Linked DNA regions of Gossypium hirsutum: region 2 is linked to region 1. A link is a contact called in public Hi-C data. All regions are on one chromosome and are shown on one strand. The core of a region is the stretch at or near the end of the contact, and the rest is flanking DNA. Distances in the headings are between cores, read along the strand shown.

The links. A called contact is a pair of places that touch in the nucleus more often than the background predicts.
Region 2: a contact with region 1 is called in a Hi-C map of hypocotyl, with 1.6 times the contacts expected there. The contact joins two enhancer-like sites. A contact is called at or near these places in 2 of 34 Hi-C or Micro-C datasets (hypocotyl and petal).

Annotation. Positions count from the first base shown.
Region 1 is chrA05:41,151,404-41,155,580 of Gossypium_hirsutum_v2.1, reverse strand. It overlaps the pseudogene LOC107960310. Among protein-coding and RNA genes, the nearest start is that of LOC107960311, 9.9 kb to the right of the region's middle. Within about 2 kb of position 2,375, at least 8 of the 9 cell types and tissues checked have an H3K27ac peak or open chromatin away from gene starts, as enhancers often do. A contact at or near this core is called in hypocotyl, where this site is marked.
Region 2 is chrA05:41,276,706-41,280,882 of Gossypium_hirsutum_v2.1, reverse strand. No RefSeq gene overlaps it. Among protein-coding and RNA genes, the nearest start is that of LOC121230067, 17 kb to the left of the region's middle. Within about 2 kb of position 2,347, at least 3 of the 9 cell types and tissues checked have an H3K27ac peak or open chromatin away from gene starts, as enhancers often do. A contact at or near this core is called in hypocotyl, where this site is marked.

The sequences.
Region 1 (4,177 bases), core at 1,126-3,625:
TAATGAAATGTGATTGCATAAAGGTAATAACTTTAATGCACAAAGTAAAAAGTGATATTAAGTGATATACATACATATATATGCCCCTAAAAGGTAATTAAGTTGTGGCCATTGAATGTCAAATGTCATTTAGTTATGGTTATTGAATGCCTTATTTCCAAACCAATTATTATGTTTCTCTTTCATAAACTTATCATTACATATAAATAAAATATCAATAAATTTAAATTATAAATTTTCATCAACTTATAAAAATAGTGAGGAAATTGATATTCATTTATAATTCTAGTGTGAACTGTAATAGTGTTTGAGATTTATAACCCTTCCCTTTCTCTAAAAAAATAAAATATTTTTTATTTATTTTTACCACATAAATACAATAAATTCCTAAAATAAATCAATTTATATAATTGTAAATATTGTCATCTTATATTAATATTTTTCAAAATATTATATATAAATAAATATTTTCAAATAGCCATTATTAATTATTGTGTAGAAATTTTGTATTCAAAAAAAATTGGAAGGCAATGTATTTCTACCAAACTTTATTAAGAATAGTTATTTTCTCATTTCCAAGATAAAATACAATATATTTTTTTCTTAAATAGGACAATTCTTATTACACCTTTGAATTATATAATATCAAAAATCACTCAAGAGACGAAAAATGATGAAGATATGCTATTATCGAGATATATCCTGCACATTATATATGTCAACATTAACACATTGTTCTAGTTTAAAATAAATTTTGTACAATTCTAACTTAACATTTAAAATAGACTTAATACTATATTGAAATCACCACTATATAGAATATAATTAGGTTGCGGATTATTTAATTAAATTGGCTTTGAACAAAAAAAACAAGACTTACAACTGTTTTGATTTCCCTCCAAAGGCGATCCTAGCACTTGTTGAAATAGACAAGGCAAAAGGTGTTTTTTTCCTTTCTAGTATAATTCTGTAATTCTATGTAAACTAGATAAGTAATTGTTCTTTTCCACCAAAAGAAAAATCACCACTATGAGAATAAGTGCATTAGCACAGTTATAAAACAAGCTCGGTACAATTCTAGCCTAACATTTAAAACAAACTTAGTATCGTATTAAAATCACCACAAACATAACATTGTATTGGAATCACCAGTATTAGAATAAGTGCATTAGCACATTGCTCCAACATTAGTACATCATTCCAATTCCAAAATAAACTTGGTATTATATTTTAATCACCAAGTTCTGGGGTTATTTCTAAATAAATATTCCTTTCTTTGTCTTCCTTTTTTATATATATTATATAAATAACTCTTTATTCAAATCAAATAATTTCATATATGATACTCAAAATACTCTTAATTAATACTTTAAAAATATATAAATGAACAACATAGTAATTATTTAATTTTGCTTATATAATAAAAAAGCCACGATAATTAATATATCAAATAATAATTTATCTTCCTTCAACATATCAATTCAATCTATATTGTATAAATACATAATTACTATTTTATTTTTAGAAAATTATTGCCTAATCATTTGTAATTTTTTTATTTATCGACAAATTTTAAAGGATTTTTATCAAAATAATATAAAAAAATAAAATAATTTTGAAAATGACATAATTTAGAGATTAAATACGAGATAATATGATTTCTATAGTAAAAAAACAGTATGGCATACTTGTGAAATGATACCACCTAAAAAATAAGTATCAAGCAAATAAGAGACATATAAATAGACACAACTAAAATTATTATACTACAAACTGAATATTCAATATATACATATCAAGGTATTAATAATTTAAAAAATCATATAATATGCAAAATAAACTCAAACATATTAAAAATAAGGACTAAATAAAAACGCAAATTAAAGTTGGAATTAAAATAATAATTTAAATCAAGGGACCTAAATAAGAAATATCCCAAAATACAATAGTTGCTTCCCTCTAATTGAAAGGTTTGCAAAGATGTGTGGTTTTGTTTGTGCGACACCCACATTATTTATTTATTTCAATATTTAACAAATATTTGATAATTATTTTTTTAAGCTTTCACTGTAAAAATCATATCCTTATTTAATCTCCCTATTTTCAAAATAATTTTATTTTGATAAAAAAAAACCCATGCTTAGCTACTAATCTTTTAAAAGTAATTGATTAAATAAATGAATGGTTTTTAAAGTTTGAAAAATATAAAGCGCATATTTCTAACTCTTTTACTGACACGTGCTCCTCAGCAATTGTCACTTTATCATTGAGGGACGCCTCGTTTGACCCTTGTTTTTCGCTTCTCAGTCCCAAAAAAAAAAAATTTGCCGTCACCGTCTCCGTTACCTAACGGCGCCGATGTCTCTTCCCTTCCTTTATTCAACTCCGTCTCTTTCAACAGATTCCGTTCTCTCTCTCTCCCTCTCTCTCTCTCACTCTCTCAAAGGGCATCATTTTTCAAGCTCTCAATTTTCTCTGGATTCAAATCCTCTATTTTAGGTAATAGCTATAAAATTCAATTTTCTTTTGCTTTTTCTTTTATTATTCTAGGGTTAGCTTCTTTTTTTTTTGTCTGTGATTGATTTGATTTCCTTTCACATCTGCTCCTTTTTTTGCGGCTCTCTCTACTCTTGGGATTTTATTGGATTCTGGTTCTTATAGAATCATGGATTTGCTTCTTCTTTTTTTTTTTTGTTCTTTTTGAGTTTATATTCTGTTTGTTTGATGGCTAAGAAAATCGATAGAAAGTGAGAATTTTGAATCTTTATTTTTTAGGGTATTTTAGATCTTAGATATAAAAACATTAGCTTGACTCGGCCTTGATATGCGATTTGTCTGTCATAAAGGAAGCGTCTTTTTTGTTATTTTGATTCCATGTTGATATAGAGAATTTGATATTAAATTGGGTGTTCGTTTTTGTTTTTTTTTTTCAGGTTGGGTTTTTTTGGTGTTATCAATGTTACTGCCCTTGTTCATGTTTGGCTGTAGTTTGAATTTGGTTGATTGATGAAACTTAGTGGATACTGTATTGCTTGGAATTGAATCATGAAGATTTTTATGAGGTTTACCAGTGGTTTTGTGGATTGATTGGTGTATGAATATACGATTTGGCTGGAATTTTCCATTTGATTTGTGAAGATGTCAATAGAGAGCTTTTGTTGATTGGTAGGGGTGTTTCAAATTATATATAAAAGTGAAAGAAAAAAAAAAAGAGGAAATAGTTAAAAGAGCAAGAGAAAAAGAATGGGGGAAGCTATTCTCACTACTTTGTCAATGGAAACTGATCACCCATCTACACTTTTGTCTATGGATTCCGGTTCTTTTCTACCAGATGAATTGGAGAGAGAGATGAACCGATCTATGCTGTTGTCTCGGCCACCTGATATCAATCTCCCGTTATCATCCGAACCGAGCCCCCCACCTTTGGCTTGGAATGATTCATGTGAAATCTTAGATGTTAGCCTTGCTCCCCAGATTTACGAGGCGGTCGTCAGTGTCCCGAAAGTGGCTAAGAAGTGTATCAAGCGTCTTGATAGTGTATGGGGTGCTTGGTTTTTCTTTACTTTCTACTTCAAGCCTGTTTTGAGTGGGAAGTCAAAGTCTAAGGTAATCAGGGACAGCAACGGTTTGTCTGGGTATGACAAGTCGGACTTGGAGCTAGATGCATTCTTGGTTCAGCATGATATGGAGAACATGTATATGTGGGTTTTCAAGGAAAGGCCCGAAAATGCACTTGGTAAGATGCAGTTGAGGAGTTACATGAATGGTCACTCCCGGCAAGGGGAGCGCCCGTTTCCGTTTAGTGTTGGTAAGGGTTTTGTTAGATCTCATAGAATGCAGAGGAAACACTACAGGGGTCTTTCTAATCCTCAATGTTTACATGGGATTGAAGTTGTGCCATCACCAAACCTCTCGAATCTCGATGATGAAGAGAAGAGGAGGTGGAGAGAACTTACCGGCAGGGATATAAACTTCTCTATTCCTCCTGAAGCAAGTGATTTTGCAGCTTGGAGAAACCTTACGAGCACAGAATTCGAGCTTGAGCGCCCCCTTGCTACTTTAAAGAGTAGTTTAAATGCCCACACTAGAAAACTGCTTAACGGTACTGGTTTAAACCTATCAACTCAGCCAATAGAACATAGCAATGGTAACGGGATGGATTTATCACCTGTCTGTA
Region 2 (4,177 bases), core at 1,098-3,597, 130 kb before region 1:
ATAATAAATGTGAAACTTATTTTAAAGAAAACAGAAACTTAATCTTCGTGGCCACTCTGAATCCCGCCCAGCTCCAAGTCCACCAACTAGGGCTCACCTGCAAGGATGGAAGAGAAAGGGGGTGAGTTGGGAAAACTCAGTGTGTAAAGTATCCCAACCAGAGCCCAAATCAGTTCAAGCTTTACTGGGCCTAAGCCCTATTAAAAAATCAGAGTTAACTGGCCTTAGCCCATATCAATATTAATCTGGGCCATAGCCCCTTACAGTATCAGAGTATATTGGGCCTAGCCCATATCAGTATCAATCTAGGCCGTAGCCCTATTACAAGTTGAGATATATTGGGCCTTGCCCATATTAACACAGTTGGGCCCATTTCAATACAGTTGGCCCATAACAAAACAGTCTCATATGATTAGTGCATGATAACCCCATCCAACCCTGCACTTGCCTCCGTCCATCCCTACACTTCCTGTGGGGGAATAAATCACCCACGCCATCCCAACACTTACAGTGTTAGCACCGGTTGCGGCACTAACTATAATCCGCAGCAAAGCTGCTTATATCGGAATATGTGGCACAGCCACCAGAATGGGTTCTTCCTCCATAACAAAACCCAACCCCATGCAACAGATATACATGTCATGGCATATAACAAATAGAATCCGAATATCATGCATTTCGATCAAAATTAACCCTAGGGGTATAACGTCTTTTTGCACCTAGGGGTAAAATGGTAATTTTCATACTTAGGGGGTATTTTAGTAAAATTCACTATTTTAAGGTTTACACACATATTATAACCATTAACACATTAACAGAAATACTTACCGAACGTTTTTACTGAATTGGGCCCGTTGGCCCACTACCCCATTTTCGGCCCATTAAGCCCAAATATACCGAAGTGTACAAAATTGCGCACTTCGCAATCATACTGCTTGCGATTACCAAAATTAACAACCAAACCACCTCACAAGCGCTCGCACGCTCGCAAGTTCACAAATGCCGGCTTTTCGGCTTTTCGGCTTTTGCCGATCTAGTCTATGAGTGGGTGTCGTTTACACACCTATTTGCGATGATATGCTGATGAGTTCCATATACGAGTTGCCTATAGTCAATCACTAATATGTTAACTATGAATCTATAGCAACTTATCTGCAAAACTCCTTACTAAAAATCGACCATTAACACTTTAGGCACTAGTGTTCTTACCTTTGCCGAAAAAATGGACTAGATCTAACTCTGGTCGTTCCAAATATCCAAGCCCTCGATTAGTAGCCTTTAATCCACACTATAGGAAAACAAATCAGATATCACCACTAAACCCTTTGAGTACAATCAATAGGCACCCTTTGCATATAGGGGTTTTTCGGCTTTTACCTTAATTCATGAATAACGAAAGAAAGATTCGAGCGTTTACCTATATCATTATGACACTACTCCCAATCGATTGTAGATCCAACCACCGCACAAGAAGGGAAAATACTCAACCAAGGGTTCGGCCTTTGCAGTACCTCAAAGTAGTAAGATTTTGGTTTTGGAAGAAAAGATACGAGGTTTGGCTTCAATGGAAATTCGGCTAACCAGTTTTGTTGAAGATTTATGAGAGAAAAGAAGAAGAAGAATATGAAGGATTTAGGTTCGGCAAAAAGATAGGATGAGAATCAGCAAGAGGAGAAAGAAAAGAGAAGAGGAGAAGAGATGAGAGAAGGAAAGAAAAGAATAGAAAATAGAAGGAAAAAAATGAATCCTAAAGGCCAAAATATAGCTATGGCCGAAAAGTGCCTTTCGGCAGTAATTCTTTTTAAATTCCAATTCCCTAATTTGCTCCTTGATTTTTGGCCAAATTCGAAGTTCGAATTTCAGACCTCAACTCCTTCCCCATGCGTGCAGCAAAAACCCTGCCTTACCGCGCGAGATGAGGCTCGAACTCCAGACCTCGTCCGCCCATGTCCTTTCACCTGAGCTGCTGGCCACTGCACCACACTTCTTTCTTTACTAATACAGGGTCACAATTAATATTAACCTTTACCTGCTGAAGCCTTAGTTACTTGCGAAATAAAAATGAAATTTCGCCAGCTATACATCTCGAACTCGCGACCTTCTAACCCCACACCTACGCTTCTTGCCACTGCACCGAGGTTCCTTTCATCTCACCATCTTCTCATAAATTTTTATAAACCTTACCTGCTTCAGTTCTGGCCTGTTTAAAAATAAAACATAATTTGCCTTTCCCTGGAATCGAACCCATAACCTCTCGACAGGCCTAGCACGCTACTGCCACTGCACTGAAGCTCTTCTTATGATATAATCTGCTCACAATTAATCTTAAGACTTATTTGCTGCAGTCCCGATTCGTTTAAAAACAACATATGCTACTTACCATACTCGAACTCCTAACCACATGCACACTCTCAACGCCTCCTTGCCACTTGACCACATGCCTCTTTTGTGTCACCTTTCCCCTCGAAATATTTATAAGGCCTCTTTGCGGAAATTCTTGGTTGTAAAAAAAACAACCATTTGCGCACACCATACCTTGAACCCAGGCACCTCCCATGCCTTCCTAGCGTGCTTAGCCACTGGGCCAAGTGCTCCTTTGCGCTAAAGCGCAGCCCAAATTATTAATAAGGCCTACTGCCTAGATTCCCTAAGGTAGCATAAAATTAAAATTTTTCTAGAGTCTTAAATCGAACCCAAGCCTTTTCCCACACAATAAATCCATCGTAATTTATTTAATTACTAGACTAAACATACTAAATAATAATAATAATAATTAAAACATCCAAATTATTCGGGCCGTCTTCTACCCGAACCCAGACTCAAGGCCTAATACTTCCAAGCCCAAAAATCGGGGCGTTACAGGCTACTATAGTGTTTGTTTTAAAGATCTGGAGGCATTATTTTATGGTAATAAATGTCATATCTATATAGATTTAAAAAAGTCTCAAATACCTTATATGCCAAAAGGATTTGAATCTAAGACAATTTCGTTGGATTAAGCTTCTGAAAGATTATGATTGTATGATCAATTACCTTCCTAGGAAAGCAAATGTTGTAGTTTATGCTTTGAGTAGAAAAACAACATTTGAATTGTGAGTAATGTTTGCTTAGTTCAGTATTTTTGAAGATGCTAGCTTGATAGCTATGTTGAAAGTTAAGCCCATTTTGCTTGATCAGATTAATGAGGCGCAACTCACCGATGCTAAATTGGTGAAGAAATTTAAGCTTGTTTAGCTAGGTGATATTGAAAATTTTAGCATTGGTAAGGATGATTTCCTTCGATTTCGCAATCGAATTTGTTTTCCTAATGATATAGAAATGAAAGAATTGATTCTGTGCGAGGCTCATGATTGTTCCTTTGTTATGCATCCTAGTGGTGCGAAAATTTATAGTAACGTGCAAAAATCATATTGGTGGCCTAGAATTAAAATAGAGATTATTGAATATACCACAAAATGTTTGACCTGCCAGAGGGTAAAGGTCGAGTACCAAGTTTCCACTAGGTTGTTTCAACCTATCTCTATCCAAGAATGAAAATGGGAATAGATTACAATGGATTTCGTAGTTGGTCTATTGATATCACTGAGCAAAAGAAATGTCATTTGGGTGATAGTTCATCAACTGATGAAGTCAGCGCATTTTCTTGTGGTGAGGATTAATTGGCCACTCTAGAAGCTAGCTGAAGTATATATTCTCGAGATAGTTAGAATTCACAATGTGCCTCTGTCTATAATTTCTGATCGAGACCCTCGCTTTGCCTCGAGATTCTAGAAGCAGTTGCATGAATCTTTAGGTACGAGATTGAATTTCAACACAACTTTCCATCCTTAGCCTGATAGCCAACCAGAATGAGTTATTTAGGTGCTAAAAGATATGTTACAAGCCTATGTTGTTGATCTCGAATCTAGTTGGGAATGTTATTTACCGTTAGTTGAATTTGTGTATAAGAACATTTTCCAGTCAAGTATTAAAATGGCTCCATATGAAGCATTATATGGCTGGCAGTGTAAAGCGCCCTATGCTAGTCGGAATTGAGTGAAAAGAAGTTAATTGAGTCAAAACTAATTCAGGAGGTAAAAGAGATATTAAATTTGATCCGAGACAGAATGAAAGTGGCTTCCCATAGGTAGAAGTCATATACAAATATGAAACGACAATATGTCGAGTATTCTTTAGG